4 separate regions of the Mus musculus genome follow, and all the other regions are linked to region 3. Evidence: chromatin contacts called from public HiCAR-type and HiChIP or PLAC-seq data. All regions are on one chromosome and are shown on one strand. Each heading gives the region's core, a stretch centred on a gene start, on an enhancer-like site or on the middle of the called end of the contact. The rest is flanking DNA. Distances are from core to core; before and after follow the strand shown. Region 1 holds the start of G2e3 (G2/M-phase specific E3 ubiquitin ligase). Region 2 overlaps Ap4s1 (adaptor-related protein complex AP-4, sigma 1). Region 3 holds the start of Coch (cochlin). Region 4 holds the start of Scfd1 (Sec1 family domain containing 1).

What was found. HiCAR-type assays count read pairs that join an accessible place to other places. HiChIP or PLAC-seq counts read pairs in DNA pulled down with a chosen protein or histone mark.
Region 1: a contact with region 3 is called in a HiCAR-type map of embryonic stem cells, with 2.9 times the contacts expected there. The contact joins the promoter of G2e3 here to the promoter of Coch in region 3. A contact is called at or near these places in 4 of 39 promoter capture datasets (the C10 cell line, the HPC-7 cell line, cranial neural crest and 1 more), 1 of 484 Hi-C or Micro-C datasets (nephron progenitors), 5 of 115 datasets of contacts at active chromatin or transcription factors (embryonic stem cells and large pre-B cells) and 1 of 9 other capture datasets (adipose tissue).
Region 2: a contact with region 3 is called in an H3K4me3 HiChIP or PLAC-seq map of embryonic stem cells, with 20 read pairs. The contact joins the enhancer-like site here to the promoter of Coch in region 3. A contact is called at or near these places in 6 of 39 promoter capture datasets (the C10 cell line, the HPC-7 cell line, embryonic stem cells and 3 more), 7 of 484 Hi-C or Micro-C datasets (the G1E-ER4 cell line, brown adipocytes, embryonic stem cells and 1 more), 5 of 115 datasets of contacts at active chromatin or transcription factors (all in embryonic stem cells) and 3 of 9 other capture datasets (embryonic stem cells, liver and pancreatic islet).
Region 4: a contact with region 3 is called in an H3K4me3 HiChIP or PLAC-seq map of stem cell-derived neural progenitor cells, with 37 read pairs. The contact joins the promoter of Scfd1 here to the promoter of Coch in region 3. A contact is called at or near these places in 9 of 39 promoter capture datasets (the C10 cell line, the HPC-7 cell line, cranial neural crest and 5 more) and 3 of 115 datasets of contacts at active chromatin or transcription factors (embryonic basal ganglia, embryonic stem cells and stem cell-derived neural progenitor cells).

What each region holds. Positions count from the first base shown.
Region 1 is chr12:51,346,930-51,349,820 of GRCm38.p6, reverse strand. G2e3 (G2/M-phase specific E3 ubiquitin ligase) reads right to left here and starts at 1,591. Exons shown (of 15, transcript NM_001015099.2): 1 at 1,377-1,591.
Region 2 is chr12:51,734,651-51,737,350 of GRCm38.p6, reverse strand. The region is part of intron 5 of Ap4s1 (adaptor-related protein complex AP-4, sigma 1); the gene reads right to left. Among named protein-coding and RNA genes, the nearest start is that of Strn3, 44 kb to the right of the region's middle. Within about 2 kb of position 1,365, at least 107 of the 459 cell types and tissues checked have an H3K27ac peak or open chromatin away from gene starts, as enhancers often do. A contact at or near this core is called in embryonic stem cells, where this site is marked.
Region 3 is chr12:51,592,072-51,594,800 of GRCm38.p6, reverse strand. Coch (cochlin) reads right to left here and starts at 1,460. Exons shown (of 12, transcript NM_001198835.1): 1 at 1,396-1,460; 2 at 1,144-1,196; 3 at 1,010-1,063. The coding sequence starts at 1,177.
Region 4 is chr12:51,376,065-51,378,805 of GRCm38.p6, reverse strand. It overlaps Scfd1 (Sec1 family domain containing 1), which reads right to left and starts at 1,293. Exons shown (of 25, transcript NM_029825.3): 1 at 1,170-1,293. The coding sequence starts at 1,221. It overlaps G2e3 (G2/M-phase specific E3 ubiquitin ligase), which reads right to left. Exons shown (of 15, transcript NM_001015099.2): 15 at 1,820-2,741.

The DNA of each region.
Region 1 (2,891 bases), core at 342-2,841, 250 kb after region 3:
TATCCCCATTACCTAAGAGACTTTAATCAGAGAGGCTAAACAGCTTCCCTAGTCAAGGTCACACAGCTATGAGGTCCTAGGGATGGGAATTCTAAGCAAGAAGTCTGGTTCTAGTTGTATGTCTTTAACTAATATATTACCAGGTTGTTCTAGGAAGTCCATGTTTTGAAACCTCTGGTAGACTAGTCTAACTTTTCAGTTAAAAGGCATTATCCAAGTCCATCCTCTAGAAAGTTAAAATCTCTGATGTTTGAGTACAGGCCATCAGCTTGGGAGCCCTTATAGGAAGGAGTATGCATACAATGAAGTGTGACATTTACTGATGTGGGTAAACAACAACAAAACACAACCAACCAAACAAACAAACAAAAGGCACATTAGGATACAGAAAATCTACAACAGGTTACTTGCTGGTACCATTTAGGAAGCTAGCAGATCTGACTGCACTGTTTGAGAAAGGCCAGCCAATAGCTTTGTGGCAGACTCATTGAAAACACTTTCAATGATCTTCCTTTTTAATTTTTTTCCTACTTGAATATCGAAAACAGCATTCATTAGCAGGCATGAAAGAGGATGAAGAAATGGTCTTACTTCGGATGTTACTAAGTACCACTTTAAAATGTTTAAGCATTTTTAACGACACCGTCACCCAGTTGGTAAAACCTTAAAAGGATGTTACCTTTTTTCTACAAAACACACAAGCAACCTGTCAGTTTTTAATAAGGCAAAGTATATAACTTGTTTCAAAAGAAAGTTTATGTTTACCGTGTACATCTCAGCTATTCAAAAAAGTGTGGCTTTTTGTCGGGGTTTGTGAGAGTCCAGTTCATCATAAAAGATGAACAACAAAAACAACAAAAAAACAAACAAGCAAAAACGCCCGAAGAAAACTCAATTCCTGAGGCACTGAGTCCCTCTAAAATAACTCGATAATAACAATCACCAAATGAATGAAGAGGGTGAAAAGCGGGGACGGGACGGAACGGGTGGGGGTTGGGGGTGACACTAGACCCTATCCCCATTGTTAGCAAACTTAACATCTGTGAGCCACCGCTGCTACTGTAGCCAGTTTAAATGAGCAATAGGGCTCGGATTTTTGCGGTACACAAGAAGTGTCAAGGTGTGAAAGAAAAATACCCCGGTTTTAAACACAAAGGATACTCGGATTTCAGCTTAAATCCCCTCGAGGCATTTCAAGGCTGTCATTTCTCTGCGGTGAGGGACCGGTCTCAAGAGCAACTGGGAGCCACAACGGGCACCCCTCCGTGAAGCCCTCCCCCCTTCCCTCTTTAATTAATAAAGAGCAGCTCGGGGCTCGACAGCGGCAGGGCGCGGACGTCCAGCGCGTGGAGAAGCCCCCTACCGCTCACACCTACCCGGCCGCCCGTGACACCTCCGTCTGTCCCCGGGCACGTCTTCACCAGGCGCGGGGCACAAGTCCCAGGCTCGCCGCGTTACCGCTCACGTCGACCGCAGCGCTGCCGTACGCCCAACCCGCTCAGCCCCATCCAACGGCTCGCACAATTCAAATTCGTCGTCCACTTCCGTTTGCGACCCGGAACCCACGGCTGCTCGGCCCCTCCCCGGGGAAGTGGACGCAGGGAGGCTGCGTCTGCGCCTTGGCTTTCGGGGTGGGGGTGGGAATGAAGTTCGGGCGTGCGCGCAGGGGTGGCTGCGCGGACCCGGCCAGGAAAACAACTCCCGGTCCTGCACGTCCGCGGAGGCGTGCGGAGCGCACCAGTCACCCCCCAACAGGCCACACGCTGGGAGGAGGCTTGCCCATGCTAATGAGAAGGCGCGCGAAGGCGAATTCTCCCGGCCCTCTCCCGCAAGGAATTCTTTTGCATCACACTTCCCTATTGTCCTAAAAGTTCCTCGCTTGGCTCTGGGAGGTCGGTTTTCTTCAGCGAGGGCCAGAATGAAAATTTTAATCCCAGAGATGTCTGGAGTTTCTGAAAGGATTACATTTGAGGGGGTTTAAGAGACTTCCACAAGCATTTAGATCTTTTAGGCAGATATCTGAAAGATCAGAACTGTAAGCATTAGAGCTAGGATTAATAGCGGGTCAACTAACACCTGATAGAACGGATTCGCACTTGATTTATCCTAGCGGCGCTTCCTCAGCGCCTTTCAAAACACAACTTGAAAGATTTGCTGGATTTCTAGAATCTAGATACCTAACACGAAGGTAGATTGTAATTTTTAACCGATGTAACGTTTTTTAACAGTGGGAAATGATGTTTAACAATAAAGTATGACTCCTCAGCTATTGGATTTTGTATGCTGATACTGAAAGCGTTCAAAGATAAGATTTTGAAATACTAAGAAGCCAACTTTAGAAGGACTATGTAATGCCCTTCTCTTGAAGTATGTATGTGTGTGCCTGTGGCAATACAAAGTTTCAGGATGGGAGAGCAAACTGTACTAATTAATCAAATCTGGCAGTGTGATTGGTAAATAGGGAGGGCAAAAGGGGGAGGAATTTTTTTTAACGTTATAAACAGCTGAATATTCAGATTAAGACTATTTGATACTGCCAAATTTGTGTTAGGAATGGAATATATTCTAAATACAGAAACAGGCAGGGTAAATGAATGTGTGAATGTATCTTAGTTGGCTAGGTTGTTTACATTCGTTCAACAGTAATTGAAGGTCTGGAGACAAGGACCAGCAGCAAAGAGCAGTGGCTGCGTTTCCATTGGTCCTGGATTCAATTACAGCACCCACATGATGGTTCACAACCTGGAACTTGAGTTTCAGGGAATCCGGTCTCCTCAGGTACTGAGCACACAAGATGTGCATACACGCAGGCAAAATACCCGAACACATAAAATAAAATAAAAACAAAAATTAAGAATGATGTAGTCGCAGGGCAGTGGTGGCACATGCCT
Region 2 (2,700 bases), core at 116-2,615, 140 kb before region 3:
AGCTCTTCCGGGAAAGCTAGAGGAAGAAGAGGGCACTGGCAGTGAGGAACTAGAAAACTAGACTCCCTGAGAATCCTTTCATCTGAGCATCTAATTATGGAGCAAGATGGTTGCCATGGTTGGATGTTTCTTAATTTTACATTTGAAACCTGAGATTCTGTTTTTAAAGAGCTGTTTGAAAAAAAAGAAACAACTGCTTCAAAGGAAAAACTTCATTGGACAAATTGGTGATTAGAAACACCAGTGAGTTTATAATTAGTGAATATTTGCCAAACAAATCATTGCCTGACATTGTTCAATTCCTGATATTCAAAGTCTCTATTGTACTTGTTCAGTGAAGTCTGAATACAGAGAATGGGACAGCCTGTGAATGACTTCAGTTTCCATTAGACTCTGTTAACATCTCATTAAGTTCTGTGCAAATAGCCCTCTAGCAGAATAAACTTTTTCAGGAGCCGATGGGAACTGTCCCTAAGTGACCCAGAAAAAAAAAAAAAAACCTTTGCTCTGATATACCTATTAATAATATCTTCCAATTATATAGATGATTGCTTTGTCCTAGGCCAAAGTAGGACTGGAATGAAGTTAGGTTCAGCTCTGTTCATCAGAACCAGTGGCCAGAGTTTCTAAGCTACAAAATGGGAACCCAGTCAGGCAAATTGAGCTGAAGCTGGGCTTGGGTGCAGCTCAGTGGGCAGTGCTTGCCTGGCTAGCGCTTGTGACACCCTGGGTTTGATCCCAGCGCCCTCTAAACTAGGAGCAGGAATGCACACCTGTAATCTCCACTCTGGGGAGGTGAGGACAGGAAGGATCACAAGTTCAAGGTCATTTTCCACCTCAAAGCAAGCTAGAGGCCTGCCTGGGATAGACAGCAGCAGCCTGTCTCAAAAAATAAAAAGAAGGTAAGCAGCTCGGGTGGCTGAATGAAACAGGCCCTTGGGCTCTGTAGGCATGGAGAGCAGTGGGCTTTAATGGCTTATTTTCCTGGTCTCTGTATCAGGAAATCCCATTTTATCTGTTTAAATTGTCTCACTGATCAAACTCCTACATCTTCAGCAAAACAAACAGCCGTTGTTTGGATGTCTCCTTGAACAACTGCGGAGTGTTCTGAAACTCGAATCAGACTTTATTGCTGAAGCATATCAGCCACTGGCACCCCCACATTGCAAGGACAAGGTCCTGTGGCGAGCCTGTCTTTCCCAGCCTCCTGGAAACACGAGTGAGCCAGTGAGGTCATGTCTTGTGAGCTCACAACTGCCTGGCTATCTGGCTGGAGTCCTAACGAGCAAACCCAGACCGGATCTCAATGCAAAGCAAAGGCCTGACATCTGACGGCTCCCTGCAGTCACATGCCTCCTTTAAAATAGGAATCCAGCTGTTGTTCATATCTTGATTTGGATTATGAGCAACTTGTACACACTGGTGGAGCCAAGATTAGTAGTGTTTGGGCCATATGCCAGGGACCAAAAATGTATCCTATATGCCAAGCCTATATATCAAGGCAATAGACACAGGCAAATAGTTCAGCTCTGGCATTTGGAACAGGAGGAAGCAAGAATGAACTGGACTGTGGTCCATTAATTCAAGCAACCAGGGAAAGAACTTCCTTCAGCCTGGGTTGAACATGACTGACCCTGAAGACCACATACAACTTTACTAAATCCCAGGTTTCTCAACATGGAAACCCAAGAACATGGATTTCTAAGGAAGGCAAACTGTAACAGAACACTAGATGTGACCTACACACAGAGCTGATCTCCTGCTCCTAAAACATCGGCTTCTTCTATGTTTTATTTTCCTGATTAGGATCTTAGGTGGCCTCACTTGCCTTGAGCTTGCTATGGTAGTTGGAGATGGCCTTGACCTCCTGACCCTTCTGCCTCTGCCTTCCCACATACTCAGTCCTACAGGATTGTTAAATAAGAATATGGTGTGTTAATCGTCTTTAGTAAGTGAAAGAATGGAACAAAACAGGTCAAATGGAATTTCAGAACAACTGCAAGGCACAGCCCAGCCTAGACACCAAAATCACTTCTTCTAGGGAGATGGAGAGATGGCTCAACAGTTAAGAACACCACATAGCAGTTCACAAACATCTGTAACTCTAGAGCCAGGAGATGTGAAACCCTCTTCTGAACTCCTTTGGGTGTTAGGGACAGATGTGACACACAGAAATACATACAAACAAAACACCCAAATGCATCAAATCTAAAAAAAAAAAAAAATTTAAAGTATGAATATAAGCTGTGGGTTTGTCTGTGTTTCTTACTAGCTTGCTTTCCTGGGGTTGACGCAGAGCCTTAGGAATGCTAGGCTAGTGCTCACCCAGTGGACCACGCCCAGCTCAGCACCGGGGGAGACGAGCCCTAACTCCTGCTGCTTCGTGAAACTTGTTACTACTTTTGACTAACATAACCAAGACGCAAGGGACAACGTGAGTAGGACGAGACAGAGAGAGGGCTTTGGAAGAGATAGTAGCAGAAGGAGTGGTACCTTGGATGTCAGAGAACACATGCAAAGCTAAGAGCTGGGGGTGGTGCGTCACAGTCAGCACTCGGGAGGATGCTGTGAGGCGCTTATTCCACATAGGGCGACTGAGGTGCTCAGTCTCAGGGGGACGGTTTGCTCAGTGGACACCACTGCACCAAGGGGACTGGAGTGAGGGTTTCAACAAGCCAGAACTCCTGAATTGATTTCTCG
Region 3 (2,729 bases), core at 211-2,710:
ATTAGCCTACGGAGCACGCCGCAAATCCCAAAGGCTAGGACACAAGGAAATTAGTCCTCTACTTGAATCTGATTGTATCTCCTCCAGATCTGTCCAAAGGAATATGGAAGGCAGCACCCCCCCCCTTTTTTTTTTTAAAAGAAAGCACTGCTAATATGCTTAAATCTTACAGTCAGTCGGACCAATTTAAAAAAAAAAAAAGTCTCTCCCACGAGGCAAGAAAGGATGGTTTTAAAAGTTGAGTAATTTGCCTCTGCCAAGGATCCTTGCCTGGACCACGGAAGAAAAGGGAAGACGCAAGGTGCAATATCAATTCTTCAGGCTCGGTTAAAATCCTAACTTCAAATAGGAGCCTTGCAACTCTATGAAATAACCCAAATCTTTTCCCTTTTCAGCGACGGGGGTGGGGGTAGGTGGGAGTGGGGCGACAACGACTCTGGAATCCAGGACCGAGATTGTCCGGAGCTGCTAACACTTGCTTTGTTGGGCAAAAGGTACTTACCATTTCTACTTTGAAGAAAAGCAAGCGTAAGATTTTAGAAGCGAAACTCTCTTACATCGCAGAAAAGACACCGAACCACACTCGGACTTCTACACGTGGAACAAACTCTTTTGAGGCTCCCAGGGAGATAGATATAGGAACCGCCGACGCTGTTTTCCAAAGGGGTTACAAGCACAAACGCACAGCACAGCGAGGTGATCGGATTAGGTGGGACCAGGATGTGAGCAGCCCTCCTCTGTGGGCTGGGACCAAACAGTTGTCCCCAGCCCGGAAAACAACGGAGTAACTCGGGACGAATGGTCCCGGGGCTAGGTGGCGTGCTCCCGGGAAGGAGGCACAAACGGACCCCGGGGACCCTGGCGTGGAAAAACAGGCAAGCCCGAGGGCTGCGCTGGAGATGGGTGAGGGCGGGTCTCCGCCTCTGCAGCCCCGCATCCCTACGCAGGTCCCTAGCCTGCGGGAACTGACCCTGTCCTCCCCATCTCCCTCCTCCCGCACCTAACTCACCCGCTCCCTCGGCGCGCGCGAACCGGGGCAGCAGCAGCAGCAGCAGCCACGCACCTGCGGAGAGAGGACAGCGAGGTGGCTACAGCCTCCGCCCGCGCGAGAGGGCGAGGGGTAGGGGATGGGAGTGTACCCACCGAGGCAGAGAGCAGGGATCCTGGACGAGGGCATGGCGAGGATCTCCGTGGACCTGCGGGAGAGTGAGGCGTGAACGAGGTTCGCCGGGGACCGCACGGCCCTGCGCTCCTCGGAAGCCGGCGAAGGCGGGAGAACCCGACCGCTGCAGTTCGAGCAGCTCCAGACGCGCTGTGCCACCTCGGACCAGCGTGGGGTACGCCAGGACACACAGGCAGAGGCACAGACCCTATGCACCTCCCCGGGTCCCGCACCTGCGTGGGATCCGCCCGGCTACACCCGAGTGCGGCAAGCGCGGCTCCGTGGCCGCTATAAAGACGGGCGGCGCGCATGAGCACTGTGCGGGGGGCGCCAGCAGGGGCTAGGAGCGGTCCCCAGCCCTCCCCCTCCCGCCCCCGTAGGGCGGTGGCCGGCCAGCTCCTCCCTCGCCCCCCCCCCCCGACGGTCCCCGGGGGAGGCCAGCGGACTGGCGCCTCTTCCTGCGGTGTGGGGTTCTCTGGGGAGGCGTGAAGGTCGCCTGTGGTGTCCGGGGACTTGATGGGAAAAGGCGTCGGAGCGCGTTTGGGGAAACGCCTAGGGACACTTAGGGCGTGCAGGGTACTGGACAGAGACGGTCTTAGGAGCCGCCTTGAGGGAATTGAGGGGCTCAGCAGGGTGCAGAGCAGCCAAGCCACCCGGTTCTGAGAACAAAACTTCCCAGCTTCGCGCCCCGTGGGGAACAGTGCCTACTTTAAAAGTAAAACCAAGCAGCATTTGATAAATGTTATGGAAAACTTGTCTTAGGGGCTCGGCCTCTGGACTTATTTTCAGGTGGAAAACGGTTTTCCCTGATGGGTCATTTGTTGTAAAGAGTAGGTACATTGTAGAGTGCTCCTAACCTCCAGACAATAGTTACATTTCTTTTTTTCTTCCTCTTTCTCCAGATTAGGAAAGATTCCTTGTTTGTGTTTCTAGTCTCAAATCTGGTGATTCTATGGAACTTTAGATGTGGTAGTATGTGCTCCGCATTTCAATTATAGCAACTTTTCATGATGGGCATAGAGAAAGAACAAAACACATAGGGCGTGTTCATGACAGACCTGCAAGGTAGCAGAGGAATTTCAGACCTGGACAGCCCCTGCTTTAGGTTTTTGTTGTTGTTGTTGTTGTTGTTTTGATTTTGGTTTTTTGAGCCATGGTTTTAAGGTAGTCTAAGATGACTTTGAATTCATTGTATCCTGCCTCAGCCTTCCGCAGTGCCACGGATGGACCAATCACACCTGGTTACAATACCTGTTTTAAATGTAGCTTTATTCAGCTATAATTTATGTCATAGAATCCATCCATTTAAAAGACAGGATTCAGTGACTTCTAGAAAGTTTATGATCCTCACCGTAGATCAATTTCAGAATATTCAATCACATCCAAAATGATGCCTCCTGGTGAAGAGCCGGCACGCCCTTTCCTCTCCACCACATGACCTCAGCAGTCCACTTCCTCTCCCTATAGACTTGGACATTTATGTACGTGGAGTCCTACACTAGTGCATGATGTGGAGGTGTGACTATGCTGAAGTGTGCGTCAGCTGAACAGCCCTTGCCTGGGCTGA
Region 4 (2,741 bases), core at 44-2,543, 220 kb after region 3:
AACAAAGAAAAAGATATTATACCCAAACTTCTAAGAGAACTTGGGCTTCTGTTTGCTTGCAAATAAAATTAATTATCAAGCATTCTCAAATAATATTTGCTTACCATATTTTAAGTTATGCTTTACCGTTTTACTAAATTACCTACTGAGAAATGTAGAACTCAGTATGTTTTCTGTTAAGTATGCTACATTCAAATCTATCTTTTTTTTTTTTTAACACAAGGGAAGGAATCAGGCACAGTTCAAATTCTATTGCTATGTTGTATTGCTTGTAACCAATTGTTTTTCATACAAATAAGCATAGGTTCAAGAGAATTAAAGTTCTTTATCGCTTATGGACGATTTCTATTCTCTTTGGGAGTTACTAGATAAGTAGTATATGTAAGTCAGTTCTGATTTATACATATCACATTATATATGATATACGTATAGGTAATTATTCTGGGGCCAATATACATACATTAAGTTTCTAGAGTTTACTGAAAATAAGGAAAATCAGGTGTATCTCACATGTAAAAAAAAAAAAAAAACTAAACTAAAACCAAGGGAAGAAATATGTATCTTTAAATTTTTACTTTATAAATGGGTGTACAAATATGCTCTACTTAAGATACAACTGTTCTATATTTTAAGATTATTATCTGTGGAACAACTGAAAGAGGACGCTGTTAATTTGATTTGACATTCCGAAGTCTCTTCCAGCTTTATCACCTGGCATTTTCCATCAGCTTCTCCCAAAGGGTCCAAAGATGATGGCATAAAGTAAGGTGCTCGGAAAAGAATACTTAGATTTTGTAATCATGGCTCAAGTGTCAAAAACAGGTTTTTTTAAAAAAAACCCTAAAACTGAAAGTGAAAACCAAACCGACCTGGGAGACTTGAAATACGAACACAAACCTATAGACCTCGTTAAGTGACAAGACAGGAAAGAAAACACCAGCTGCTGGTCCTTGCCCTGATGGCCTTCTAAAACTCGGCAATTAAAAAATAAGTAGCTAGCACTGTAGCAAGCAGCCTGTGGTAAAGGCTGTGAAGCTTACAGGCATCTCTTCCCCACAACCTCAAAACGGAGCAGCTCTCAAAGCTCAACTCCGAGCTGTACGAACAACCCAGAGATGATGACAGGCCGCTGCTGAGGCACACACTGCAGAGAAGGAAATACCGAGTACCTGTTTGCCTCTCCCGAATGCTGGCCGTGGCCGCCATCTTGCTTCCCACCATCCACTGCCCGGCTGGCACTGGGAGCCCGAAGATGACGTGGCCCTACCTCCCGCGCCGGAAGCAGAACCAGGAGGCGGGCTATGGCGGCAGCCGGCCCGCCTCCCCGGTCCCAGCCCTCGCCTTTCCTCACAGACATTGGTGTTTGCAGATTTCCCAGCAGCGTTTCTAACTAATCGGGGCGAACCTCCCGAGGTCGCTACTCTTAAACCGCTTCTCAGGGCATGGGCGTGGTGGAGCGCTTACAATCTAATTGATAGTGCACTTCTCATCAAGTTTAAATCCTCATAAAAATTTACAAGGCCAAATGAGACGCCAGAAATTGCGTTTTCTTGATTTCCATAACAGTAGTGTCCCTTCCCTCTTTCCTCTGGGGGGGGAGGGGGGGGGGAAACTACAAGCGTGGTAATTTATTCCGTTTGATTTCTTCAGGAAAGGGCTTTGGCCTGCTAGGGTATAAAATCACAGAAAAGCCAAATGGCAGAATTTCCTCTCAGTAGTGCAAATTAAAAAAACAAATGATTGTGAGCAGAATCCGGATGATCACAGCCAGGTTTGGTACATTTAGAGCCCTGTGATTATGAAATAAATCTCACATCGACCATTTTCATAATAGATTTTATTAATGTCAAAAATATATACAATGACAACTTATTACCAATCAATGAACCCACCGATGACACTGCATTATGGATTAATTCTCAGGCAGTCAGATTCTGAAATGAAATCATACTTTCAAAAATTTGGCTTTCAAAATTATACAAATAATTTATCTTATTTTTTAAAATCAAGATTGCATTTTTTTTACAATAAAAACACATTTGACAGATGTAGATACCTATTTTTATAAAGTTACAACAGGTTATCTATAACTACCAGTTTGTGCCCTAGGGGAAGTATCTCAATTCTGGTGTCCATGGACTCTTGAGCAGAATGGCTTTCCCACCTTCCAGTGAGTTTAATCTTACTCACCTGAGAATCCCCACTTTTAAGTACAAATTTGTCATTTGACCATTTAAGTTCCATACTAACTCCTTCCAAGACTATAAGGCACATTATCATAAAATACTAAGACATTTATACAGTGTGCATGTTTCTGTCCAATGGTGTAATGTGGGGAGTAAACATAAAGATATATATATTCATTAGAAGAGTAACTATATAGAACAGTCCTGCAAAGCTACGACCAAGAATGATATTAATGTTGATTATAAGAATAAAAATCATGACTTCAGAGTTAGATTTATTGTAGCTGTTTAACTCCAGATTTTTTGGTTTAAATAATTGAACATCAAGGGATAGTTTTATCTTAGAAAATTTGCTAAAAACAGTTTGTTTCTTGAGTTCAAGGAGCTCTCAGACAAGAAGAGTAAAGATTTTGGATCTTACCCACTTTAATAACATCAGCCTCGTAAATGGACTACTTGTTTAAGACAATCCTGGAAATAGGGAAGGGGTTCAGTATGAGGCAAGAAGGGGAGTATGACCAAAGCTCATTACACACATGTATGCATGTGTCGTGA